Linked DNA regions of Sus scrofa: regions 2, 3 and 4 are each linked to region 1. The links are chromatin contacts, called in public targeted proximity ligation maps. All regions are on one chromosome and are shown on one strand. The core of a region is the stretch at or near the end of the contact, and the rest is flanking DNA. Distances in the headings are between cores, read along the strand shown. Region 1 has its middle 54 kb from the start of EPCAM. Region 2 overlaps TTC7A (tetratricopeptide repeat protein 7A). Region 3 overlaps TTC7A (tetratricopeptide repeat protein 7A). Region 4 overlaps TTC7A (tetratricopeptide repeat protein 7A).

Region 1 (3,026 bases), core at 270-2,769:
TTATAGTGATTTAATCGAGCTTTAAAACTTAGGAGTTCCCTTCATGGCTCAGCGGTTATGAACCTGACTAGTATCCATGACTATGCTGGCCTTGCTCAGTGGGTTAAGGATCCAGGATTTTCATGAGCTGTGGTGTAGTTTGCAGATGCAACTTGGATCTGGAGTTGCTATGGCTGTGGCTTAGGTGGCAGCTGCAGCTCCTATTTGGCCCCTAGCATGGGATCTTTCATATGCCACAGGTACAGCCCTAAAAAGACAAAAGTAAAAATAAAAAATAAAAAAATAAAAATTAGGAGTTCCCATCATGGCTCAGCAGAAACCAATCTGACTAGTATCCTTGAGGATGCAGGTTTGATCCTTGGCCTCCATCAATGGGTTAAAGATCCAGCATTGATGTGGACTGTGGTGTAGGTCGCAGATGCCACTCGGATCCCACATTGCTGTGGCTGTGGCATGTGTAGGCTGGTGGCTACAGCTCCCATTCAACCCCTAGACTGGGAACCTCCATATGCTGCGGGTGTGGCCCTAAAAAGACAAAAGATAAAATAAATAAATAAATAGAAGTAAAACTTAAGGCCCTGCACCTGTTCAGCTGATCCTTGCAGAGCCAGCGAGGCCCCTTCCTCCGTCTCCCACCCCCTCCTCAGCACCTGCAGCCCAGGGCTGCGCCCCCCAAAGGCTGCTCTGTAAGTAGACATCAGCTTTCTTCTGTCTCCAGCACCCCTTGTGCAGCGGAAGATAATGGATCTGGAAGACCATCCCCATGGGACACAAGAGAATCCCCCCTACCCCGCCATTTCTATCAACCTTATCTGCTCATGTGGGGCTCTCATCTCCAAGAGGCAATTTAATCCCCCTCCTGGAACTCAAAAGTCACATACCCATTCCCCAGGGAGCTGAGGTATTAAGAAAGGCCAGCGTTTAGGATTACTCTTCGATAAGAGTCTTGTTTAGACAAGATCGCGTATAAAAACTGGCCTGATCCCCACACCCCGGCTCTCCTTTCTTCCTCTCTTGCTTGGAAGATTGCAAGATTGTGCAATCCGCCCCAGAGACCTGGGCAATTTGCTTTCGAACATGCAAACCTGTTTCCCAGCCTTCAGGGTCGCCCTCCCCCGGGGCCTCCCTCCTCCCTCCCTGGGAGTAGCCGCTTGGGGCTCCCCTGGGGTTGACAGCTCAGATCTGTTTCTGGGCACTTCCTCCTGCTACTTGCTCATTTACATTTTGAAACTAGAGCAAAGTTCAGCCATGGTTGGCTTCCTGCACCCTAGGAGCTGCCCGATCCTGGTTAGAAAAAGCAGACAATAGCAACCTGGGAAACTGCACAGTATTTTGGCAGCAGGTTTCTTTGTGTTAAGTCTCTGGTTCTGCAATGGTGGAAACACCCAGGGATGTAAATAGCAATGAGAAAAGGCCACTTGTGCCACTCTTAGGTTTTGTGGTGGCAGGTTCTTTCCCCCATCCCCCAAAGGGTAGGTTGTATTTTTATTTTGCTTGGTTTAAACCGGAGATAAAAGTGTCCACACCCCGTGTTGAGGCCCTGGGGCCCTCCCCACAAGCTGTGAGAGTTCCTTCCTTCCCCCTCGCGCCCTGGCTCTTCTGTCTCAGCACTGTCCTCTCCCAGGCTCCCCGCCACCCCCTCTTTTTTTTAACCCCCTTCATTTTTGGCCGCCCCACAGCATATGGAGCTCCTGGACCAGGGATTAGACTGCGCCTCAGTCAAGACCTAAGCCACAGCATCCTTGACACACTGTGCTGGGGCCAGAAATCGAATCCAAGACGCCGCCCACCCAGTTGTGCCACAGCAGGCATTCCCCGGGGCCCATTCTGAAGACCAGTCACCCCAGCTGCAAAGCAGGGGTAACACCATTGCAGCCTCAGGAGTTGGGAGGGTTGAGGGAGGCAGCAAAGCTCCATGCCTGACGCCCAGCCTGGCTCGACAGGCCCGCAGCACCTCGGCTCAGCCATGCTTAGGGTGTGTTGTTGCAGGTCACAGGTTACTTGGATCCACGCTGTGCTGTGCAGGTGGGGGGGGGCATCTCTGGGGCCTCCCTTCCACACGGGTACACAGCAGGCTGCCCCAGAGGCTGGGCCGGGCCCAGGAGTTTCTGGTGGAAGCAGAGGCTTCCTAGTCTGAGCCCCGTCTGCCGGATTCCAGGCCAGGCCCAACAGCCCTTCAGTACAGAACTTTTTGTACATTCCACAGCAGCTGAAAGGGCTTTTGTCCCCACTCAGGAAGGACAAATGACAAAGGCAATTGTGTGTCTCCTCGCAGACCCACACAGCTTGGGAAGAGAAACTTCTTCAAGAGGCCAGCGCTGCCACAAATGTGATCACACAGCCTCGCAAGTGGGGAGCAGGGTGGGGTCTGGCTTCCCACGAGTGTGGCAGGGTGCACATGACGCAGACACACAAACCCGGAAACTGCTCCTGGTTAGACCAGCAGGCCCGTGAGCTGCAGATGCCACAGCTGCAAGGGGGCCTCGGGAAGGGCATCCCCCACCTGCCAGGAGCTTGCAACTTGATTATGACCCTTTGCCAGGCGGGGCCACAAAGACCACAACTTGTCACAGGAAACACAGTTCTTTCCACACGGGCCATTCTCATGAAGACCATTAGGCTGTGCCAGAGAATGATCAATGGAATTCTGTCCTGGGGTCCCTTCCAATGCATAATTATTTATGGCCTATGGAGGAGGTTGAAACTCTAGACAGCCCATGTGAAATCCATCACTTGTAAGGACGAATTCTAATTGAGAGGAGGTGGATCTCTCTTTTAGCCATTTTCTTTCTCCTTCTTAACCCCTTTCTCCTGTCACTGCCATAATAGGAGAGCTAAGGTGTGGAGGGTTTTAAATTTTTTCGTTAAAGGAGAAAGCTTTTCTTAGCAAAGGAAATGATGATGCATCATTTTATTGCCCCTTGAATGGAGTCACCTGACCTGTTGTCCTGGCAAATGTGGCTGCCAGAATGTTCGGCGCTGGGTTGGGGGATCAGTTATAACCACTAACTCACCCCAGCTGCGTC
Region 2 (3,026 bases), core at 198-2,697, 320 kb before region 1:
GAGATCGAACCCGCAACCTCATGGATACTAGTCGAATTTGTTTCTGCTGGGCCACAATGGGAACTCGTCTTTAATTTTTTTCAATTGGTAAAATATGACATATAATTTAGCATCTTAACCATTAAAACATTTTTTAACCATGGTAAAATATACATAACAAAATTTATTATCTTGGTGCTCCTGCTGTGGCACAACAGGATTGGTGGCGTCTCTGCAGCACCAGGACACAGATTCTATCCCCTGCCAGTCACAGTGGGTTAAAGGATCCGGCATTGCCACAGCTCTGGTGTACCCCACATGTGTGGCTTGGATCTGATCCCTGGCCCAGGAACTCCATATTGCTATGGGGTAGCTAGAAAAGAAAGAAAAAAAACATGTTAACCTTTTTCTTTTGCTTTTTAGAGACACACCTGCAGCTTATGGAAATTCCCAGGCTAGGGGTTGAATCGGAGCTGCCGGCTTACACCACAGCTCACGGCAATGCCCGATCCTTAACCCACTGCTTGAGGCCAGGGATTGAACCCATGTCCTCATGGATACCAATTGGGGATGTTACCACTGAGCCACAATGGGAATTCTTCCTTAACCATTTGTGAGTGTACAGTTCAGTAGTATTAATTACTATGGAACATTTCACATTGCTGTGCAGCTGGTCTTCAGAACACTTTAGCTTGTAAAACTCAAACTCCATACCCGGTAAACAGCTCCCTGTTCCCCTCCCCCAGCCCCTGGCAGTCCCCATTCTCCTTTCTATCTCTATGCGTTTGTCTATTCTAGGGACCTCATAGAACTAGAATCATGCAGACTTTGTCTTTTGTGGATAGCTTATTTCACTTAGCATCATGACCTTTAGTTCATCGATGTTGTGGCATATGGCAGGATTTCCTTCAAGGCTGTCTAATATTCCATTGTGTGTATATATTTTCTCTATTCATCCATCAGCGGACACTTCGGTTGCTTCTGCCTTTTTGCTCTCCTGAGTAACGCTGCTTTGAACATGGGCACACACATATCTCTTCTAGCGCCTCTTTTCAGTTCTCTTTCATATGTCTCCAGAAGCGGAGTTCCTGGATCATATGGGAATTCTGTTTTTAATCTTTTGAGGAACAGCCAGACCGTTTTCCACAGCAGCTGCACCATTTTATGTTCCCACCGTTGCCCGCTTTTAAGTGCAATTTATGAGGCTTCTTCCCAACCTGCCCTGAGGCTTCCTCCCTGAGGGCTGAGCCATGACTTGCACTTCTTCCTCCCCCCATCCCCCACCTCAGGGTACCCAACTCTGGGCGTAGCCCTCTCGGGTGCCCTGTGCTCTTGGATCAGCTGGGTAGGCAGGAGGGAGGGGTCCACCCGTTTGGAAAGTTCCATTGCCAAGGAAGCATCGTGCTCTCCATCTCCGCGTCCAGGGCCGGGGCTCCAAGGGCGGGACTTCTTGGAAGGGCTGCTGTCTGGGATGTGATGAGTCATTCAGACAGATGGGGCCCGGACCCGCCTGGCTGTTGAGCCGGGGCCGTGCCAGGATCAGCTTGCCTCCAAACCGAAAGTTTAGCGTTAATGAACAAGCAAGCGCTCCTCTTGAAAGGGGACCTCGCTTGGTTTGTCGAGCTGGGTGCTTTCACTGAAAGGCCCCTCTGTCAGTGGGAACCAGGAGGCAGTGCCCGGTGCTCCCTGGCAGCCCCTGGCTTCCTGCCCACTGGACAGGGGCTGTGTTGCACCCACTGGGGATCCTTTGGGCTGAGCTCAGGGGCAGCCTGTCTCCCTCTTGGATCTAGTGCTATGGTCTGGCCACTTGTGCAGAAACACACGGGGCAGATGGTGAAGGAACCCAAGGTTGGAGTGCCCAGTGGGCTTCCCAACCAGATATTTGTGGACAGGAAATGGATCTTCATATGAATCAAAGAGCAAGTATAAGGCACAGAAGCCCCCCTTTTATGAGCAGAGCTGGGTGACTGGGCTGTGACCCTCACAAGAAGAGCCATTGCCAGGCCAGGAAGCTTTTTGGCCTGAGGTATACTGGAAATTATTTCCCAGAGGACCGCCTCAATGACTGTCACCCTTTACTTTGGTCATTATTAGTTCCCTGGAATTACACCTGCTTCCTTTAAAAAAAGGCATCATACCTGTTGTTTTTAGATACATGTTCACACTGTGAGGCGCATAGAATATCAGTGTATAGTTTGATGAGTGAGGCAAGTATAAATACCTTTGGAACCAAAACCCCAATAAAGACAAAGGACATTTCCATCACCCCAGAAAATTCCCTCAGGTCCTTTCCCACCTGATTTCTCCCCGACCCCAGGCAGTGGTTGGGGGGTTTCTACTAATATAGGTCATAATTTTACTCCTTTAAAAAAATGTCATCTGGAGTTCCTGTCATGGCGCAGTGGAAACGAATCCAACGAGGAACCATGAGGTTGTGGGTTTGATCCCTGGCCTCACTCAGTGGGTTAAGGATCCGGCGTTGCCGTGAGCTGTGGTGTAGGTCACAGACGCAGCTCGGATCTGGCGTGGCTGTGGCTGTGGCCAGCAGCTATAGCTCTGATTCGACCCCCTAGCCTGGGAACCTCCATAGGCCTTGGATGCGGCCCTAAAAAGACCAAAAAAAAAAAAAAAAAAAAGTCACCTGACTGAAATATACAGCATGTACTTTTTGATGTATGTCTGGCTTCTTCTATACAGTGTAATTTTTAAGAGATTCATCCATGTTGTATTATATCAGGAGTTGGTCTTTTTGATTTTTTTTTTTTTTTTTTTTTTTCTTCTTTGGCTGCCCAGCACATCTGGAATTCCAGGGCCAGGGATCAGATCCAAAATGCAGTTGTGACTATGCCACAGCTGTGGCAGTGCTGGATGCTTTAACCCACTGTACTGGGCCGGGGGTCGAACCTGCGTCCTTGGTGCTGCAGAGATGCAGCTGATCCCATTGCTCCACAGTCTGCTGATTATTTCTTTTTTTCTTTTTTCTTTGTCTTTTTGCCATTTCTTGGGCTGCTTCTGTGGCATATGGGAGGTTCCCAGACTAGGGGTCT
Region 3 (3,026 bases), core at 372-2,871, 300 kb before region 1:
TCTTCCTAGGTGAATCACTGGTTCCAGTATTTTTCTTACACATTTGTTGTTGTTAGGAAGTTTAAAAAAAGAGTCAGGATTTTTTTTTTTTTTTTAGGGCCACACCCGCGGCATATGGAAGTTCCCAGGCTAGGGGGTGAATCAGAGCTGCAACCACCAGCCTACGCCACAGCCACAGCCACGTGGGATCCAAAACTCCTCTGTGACCTACACCACAACTCACGGCAACGCAGGATCCTTAACTCACTGATCGAGGCCAGGGACGAACCCACAACCTCATGGTTACTAGTTGGCTTCGTTTCCACGATCTCCAGCCCAGGATTTTTCAGCCTCAGCACTGTTGATATTTCGAGCTGATACCCTTCATTGTGGGGGCCTGTCCTATAGATTGTAGGTTTTAACGACATCCCTGGCCTCTATCCCCTAGAAGTTAGCAGATTCCCCCGGCCCTGAGTGTGACAACTAAATGTCTCCATTGAGATAGGTCCTAGGGTGGGGTCCAGGGGTAAAATCACCCCAACCTGAGAACCTCTGTCTGAGCCCAAGGTACGAGAGGCAGGAGGTCAGGGTGAGATTGGTCCGCAGACACTTGATATGGGTCACGTTTGCTAGGGCAGCTCTGAAGTCTTTTCAAGGGCTCCAGAGCCACTTCTGCTGGTTAAATTCACCCTCTCTTACCTGGGCTCTTGAGGTGTTTGGGAAGGGGCAGAAACCCTTCTCTGTGTTCAGAGAGCTCATGGCCCAGCACGTGTGTGTGTGTGTGTGTGTGTGTGTGTGTGCATGCATTTGGAGGGGGTGTGTGGGGTGGGAAGAGCCCAGCCCTTCACGTCCCAGGCCCCCGCCCCATCCCAGGGCAGGATGATGACCAACCTTCCTTAAGGGGCTCACATCCCAGTGGGGCGCTGACTGCATAGGAGCCAGCGCTCTGTGCCAGAGGAAGAGAGGGCAGAGAGGTGGGGTCCTGCTGCTGCCTGGGACAGGCTGGATCTAAGGAGACAGTTCATCCTGGGGGCTGGTGCAGTGGGCCTCCTCCCACCCCCGGGCTTGGGCGTTGCTGGGCCGTAGAAGAGGTCCCTGACGGCTTAAGGGACAGGAGGAGATGGGGGGACCTGTTTCTGGGCTAGAGTCTGAGGGCTTGAGCTCATTCCCCCCGTGGGCAGGGGGTGGACCCAGTCCCCAGAGGGGCCGGAGGAGCTCCTTCTGAGTGTGGGGCACTCAGCCCCAGGGGCCAGATGGCCACAAGCAGGGCCTGCTCCCAAGGTCCCTGCAGTTGAGGTTTGACATAATTTAAAGGGTGTGGTGTTCTGCCCTGCACTATGTGGTGATGTTTGCTCGGCCTCCGGGCACTGCTGCTCCTTTAATTCTGGGCTTCAGTGAGACCTGGCTGCCACTTACTCATTCACTGTCTGAGGGACATTCATTTTTTCCAAGGACCTTGTCCTCTTGATCCAGTAGTTCATTCCCTCAGACAACTCCTGCCGCTTGCTCTGTGGCTGATGGCAGGGTCCCTAACTGACCTGGGATTGCAAGTACTTCCTGACCGTCAGGAGTTGGGAGGCCCCTCCCCAAAGGCAGGGACCCGGGATACCTGGGGTCCACTTCCCCTCGCCGCCACCAGAGGGCAGCCATGGACTCTGGTTGAGCCTCACCCCAGGCAGTTCTGCGGTTGCCAGCTACCGCACCTGTCTGTTGGAGGAGGCACCTTTCTGTTGGGAGAGGAGACAGGGGTGGGGGGAGTTGGGGGCGGTGGCAGTGGCAGCTGGGCTCAGGGTCCTGGCTGTAGGAGAGGCTTGGTTCTCTTTCACATGATGCAGCTGTGGGGGTGACGCAGCACGAGAGGCTGGCAGCGATGCAATGCCAGCAAAGCTCTTGGTGACCCGACCTCCCTAGGACCAAGGCTCCGGGCATTTCCCAAGAAAAGAACGTGAGCCTGAGCCGGCTTGGCTCTCTCCCCTAGAACGGGCAAGGGGCCATCTGTCTTTGGGGTGGTTTTTTCCCTTTGCTTCTCCCTGGACCTGCAGAACCCATGGTTGGCTCAGGGCCGGGAGTGAGCTTGAGCCAAGTGTGTTGAACTAGGTGGGCTGTGTGTTTTGTGCATGTTCTTTAAAAATAAAAATTCTTTTTTAATTACTAAAGCAGTAGGTGCTCATTGTACCAAAACCAAACAATAGAGAAGGGAGTGTGTGTTTTCTGAGGGAGTTCCCCAGGGCTTGGCAGGGTGTGCAGCTTTATGAAAACACTTTTCCTTTCTGCTGTGTGTGTGTGTGTGTGGAGGGGGCACCTTAGACGGCCCAGCCTGCTGTTGGGTGTGACCCCCTGAGGGGTGTGTTCAGTCAGCAGTAATTTTTATTCTCAGCAACCACCCAGTATCAGCAGTTGGGGGGGGACCGGGGGGAGGGCAGGAGACAGACTGCTTGAAGGGGCATTCAGGGACCAGAATCACCCAGCAGCGAAGCCCAGGAGAGTCTGGTGGTCCCTGTCAGGCTTTGGGCACAGGGAGACTTTGGAGGCCCATCGAAGAAAGCATCCTTCTAGCCTCTCAATGCACAGCCTTCATTGCCCGTACCGCCCCCACCTCACTAGAAAGGTCCCCTTGCCTGTACGTCCTCAGGGCCCTGCAAAAGAAATGTCACCGCCTCTTTCTGCGGCTGCGAGTAAAGAGGAGAGCTTTAGGTTTTGAACTGATGATGCGGGTCTGTAGCAGGAGGGACGAACTTGCTAACCGTTTGAACTTCACCTGAGCTTGTCTCCTGACTCAGCCCTCCAGCCGTTGGGATCTGCCAACTGGCTGTGCGTTTCTGGGCCTTTGGCTGGAAACCTCTCATACACAATGAGCAGTGCCAGCCCTGAGATGGGGGCTTCTGGCCAGGGTTGTACGTGCCAGAGTCTGTTTAGGTTCCATTCAATGAAAAATTCCACACACTTTTTCCTTCTCTGTTTCAAATGCAACCAAATCCCGCATTCCACAAAACATTGGTTGTGCACCTACTGTATGCAAAACATTTTACCAAGCTCTTGGATAAATC
Region 4 (3,026 bases), core at 206-2,705, 260 kb before region 1:
CCGGAGTGACCCTAGCTCTTTGCAAATAAGTCAGTAACTTTTCCCCACAGATGAAACCCATGGATTAGCAGGAAATGTCATTGAGTCCATTACCGGTCAGGGATCACTGAAGAATGTCATTGCTCTTCAATTGAAACTGCATCCTGCCACTCCAGCTGCTCCCTGCATTGGGAACACGCTGTGTGTGGCTCCAGCTGTTGCCACGGCAGTTAATTAAACCTCTCACCCCATAAATATCACTGCGGCCAAAGGGGAAAAAAAAAAATCAATCCCCTTCGCCCTGACCTCAGCATCCCCAACAAGGTCTGTATTCTAAGCACTTAAAGGCCTGTGGTCTGGGTCTGTCTGCCACCCAGTGCCCTGCCGATGGCTGTGTCAGGTGGCTGGGACCTGTTGAGGCGCTTCCTTTCTGCACAGGCTGCCTTAGTGAAGGAGAGGCTGGCAGGGTGGTGTCAGGGGTGGAGGAGGCCTGGCACAGGCGATGCTGGTGGGTGGCACAGACCCCTGTCCTCGTGAGCCTGTCCCCACGTGGGAGCCATAGCAGGTCCCTGCCTGTGCCACCTCCAGCTTGCCCCTCCTTCACGTGCCTCCATCCTCTCCTCTGCTTAAAGGCTCCCATCTGTCCGACCTCCCTCTACCTCCAAGGTCTTGTGAGACTCAGATAAGAAAAGATTGCACAAGCGGTTTTGCTACTGGGTTCAAGGACAGCGGGGCGGGTGGGGGTGGGGGTGCGGGTCTGGAAGATGGTCCACAAACAGTGTAAGGCTGTGATCTGGGTTGTGAGGGAGGCAGTGCAGGCCATGGGCCAGGCGGTGGGGAGCGGGCTGCTGTGATAAGGTGTTCGGACTCCGTAGCTGCCCAAGAGGTCACCATTCCTACAGGGAGACTTAAGCCTCCGGGAGAAAAACCCAGCTTTCGTGGAGTTGACTTTTGAAAACCCTCCTGAATTCAGGGATTAGAAGGCAAAGCAAAGAGGATCTCAGTTTCCGTGCGGCGGGGCGGCTGTTCGTTAACAGAGCTTGCGTTTCAAAAGGCAGGAACGTGATAAGGCAGAGAACAATGCCCTGTGGGGACAGCGTGAACCTGGCACAGGGTGTGTGGGGGGAGACCAGACACCCAAGCAGTTTCCTGAAATCCCAGGGGCTTCAGGCTAAGAAGCCCTGGACACATGGGCAGGCCGGGCTGTCGCTGGCCGGTGTGTAGGGGGCCTCAAGGGGGCAGCAGGCTCCCTGTTTGGAGCTGGGTTCCGAGCCAGATCAGGCCTCGGAATGGGAGAGGTCCAGCAGCCAGCGCAGAGATGCCTGTGTGGGTCGCTTCTCCGGATTGGGACTCAGCTGGGAGGGTCATGGGGAACAGGCTGCTGATAAGCTTGGTTCCCGAAGCCACGGACTCCGTCGGGTGCTGGTTTTAGGTAACAGATTCCTTGTGCTTTAGTCAGGCCGCTTGTCAGGGGACGGTCGCCATAGTAACCAAACAACATTCCTGGGCTAATGATGGGAGCTTTCCAATAACCAGTCCGTCAGTCACTGCTCCCACCCTGGGCCTGGCAGCCTGCCAGACCGGTTTTGAAAGCCCAGGCCATGGGTTGGTTGGCAGAAGAGGAGCCAACTGGTTTGTCCTTCCCTTCCCCTCGGTGGCAGGGCCACCTCCTCCCACTCTGCCTGGGAGTTTCTGCCCAGCCCAGGTCCTGGAACACTTGGAAGGTCCTGGGGGAAGGGGTGTCGGAGCCCTAGGGAGCGCTCCCCAGAGCAGGAGCTATATGGCCCTCTTGACAAGCCAGAGCTCGCCACGTAGAAACAAATGGAACCAGTCACAGCATCTCCCCCAGGAAACCTGGGCTGTTTTGGAAAATGTTTGAGTTGACAGACTAGGTGTTAGCTGGGGCCAGACCTTGGCTGAATCCGGCTAAGGCCAACGTCAGCTTCAAGGGCTCCCCTCTGATTCCCTACCTGGCCAGCCTCACCTTTTTCTTAGGTTTGCGTGTGTTAAATGTCCAGTCGTGCAGAAATGATCGGAGGCCTGGGGCTTCTGTGAATATCTCCACCTTAAACTCGGCATGTTTGCTGGATGGTTCTTATTAGGGACTTGCCATAGATCAAAAGGACACTTAAAATACCAGTGCTTCAGCGAGGGGGCTGGAATCAAAGGTATTAGCACAAACAGAGTTTTTCACCTTGCCAGGTTCATTAGACATTTTTGGCTGCCACAGTCCCTGGTGAGGACAAGAGCCGCAGGGTAAACTTGCAGGGCATGTGGTTGATGGGAGTGTTAAGCCAGCCATAATCATGGGCACTGGCCCACTCTTCCCCAAAGGTCAGCTCCTGCTCAGCTAAGCTGGGTTGACATTCAGCATGTCCCTTCTCTGGTTGTTCTGTGGAGCCTCCTGTGACCTCACTGTGTGACACTGCAGTCTGCTAGTGTCCTCACTCTCTCTGTGGCTTCTGCTTACACTCCAGCTAGGAGGGTAGATGATCCAGGGGGTTTGATTTGGGGAAGAAGATGGAAAGGGGGGACAGACAGTTATTTGCAGGCTTTCCAAAAGGAATTCTTTGTTTGAAAGTGGTTTGGGGGAGTTCCCTTTGTAGCTCAGAGGTAACCCACCTAACTAGTGTCCATGAAGGTGTGGGTTTGATCCCTGGCCCCCACTCAGTGGCTTAAGGATCCAGCACTGCCATGCACTGTGGCGTAGGTCACAGATGCGACTTGGTTCCTGCGTTGCTATGGCTGTGGCATAGGCCGGCAGCTGTAGCTCCCATTTGACCCCTAGCCTGGGAACTTCCATATGCTGCAGGTGCAGCCCTAAAAAAACAAATAAATAAAGTGGTTAGCCCTTTGCTTCCTGATCCTCCTGGAGGATCCACATTTGCTGGAGGCAGGCACTGTGTTCCCGGAGCCTTTGGTTTTCAAGCAGGCGTGGCCCATTCCCAAGTCCCTGGGAAAGGATCCAGGAGGCTTTTTAATGCCCATTAAGTAAGGCTGCCCCTGCCCCTGCAGTGGGTGGTCTTAGGTCCCCAGGTCTGCTCCCT

Evidence for each region.
Region 2: a contact with region 1 is called in a targeted proximity ligation map of skeletal muscle. A contact is called at or near these places in 2 of 2 datasets of targeted methods (alveolar macrophages and skeletal muscle).
Region 3: a targeted proximity ligation map of skeletal muscle shows a contact between it and region 1, with 17 times the contacts expected there. A contact is called at or near these places in 1 of 5 promoter capture datasets (liver), 26 of 47 Hi-C or Micro-C datasets (alveolar macrophages, blood, brain and 12 more) and 2 of 2 datasets of targeted methods (alveolar macrophages and skeletal muscle).
Region 4: a targeted proximity ligation map of skeletal muscle shows a contact between it and region 1. A contact is called at or near these places in 1 of 5 promoter capture datasets (liver), 11 of 47 Hi-C or Micro-C datasets (embryonic fibroblasts, heart right ventricle, liver and 5 more) and 2 of 2 datasets of targeted methods (alveolar macrophages and skeletal muscle).

Annotation. Positions count from the first base shown.
Region 1 is chr3:93,237,209-93,240,234 of Sscrofa11.1, reverse strand. No RefSeq gene overlaps it. Among named protein-coding and RNA genes, the nearest start is that of EPCAM, 54 kb to the right of the region's middle.
Region 2 is chr3:93,559,497-93,562,522 of Sscrofa11.1, reverse strand. All of the region lies in intron 3 of TTC7A (tetratricopeptide repeat protein 7A), which reads left to right. Among named protein-coding and RNA genes, the nearest start is that of TTC7A, 31 kb to the left of the region's middle.
Region 3 is chr3:93,541,091-93,544,116 of Sscrofa11.1, reverse strand. All of the region lies in intron 5 of TTC7A (tetratricopeptide repeat protein 7A), which reads left to right. Among named protein-coding and RNA genes, the nearest start is that of TTC7A, 49 kb to the left of the region's middle.
Region 4 is chr3:93,495,255-93,498,280 of Sscrofa11.1, reverse strand. All of the region lies in intron 15 of TTC7A (tetratricopeptide repeat protein 7A), which reads left to right. Among named protein-coding and RNA genes, the nearest start is that of TTC7A, 95 kb to the left of the region's middle.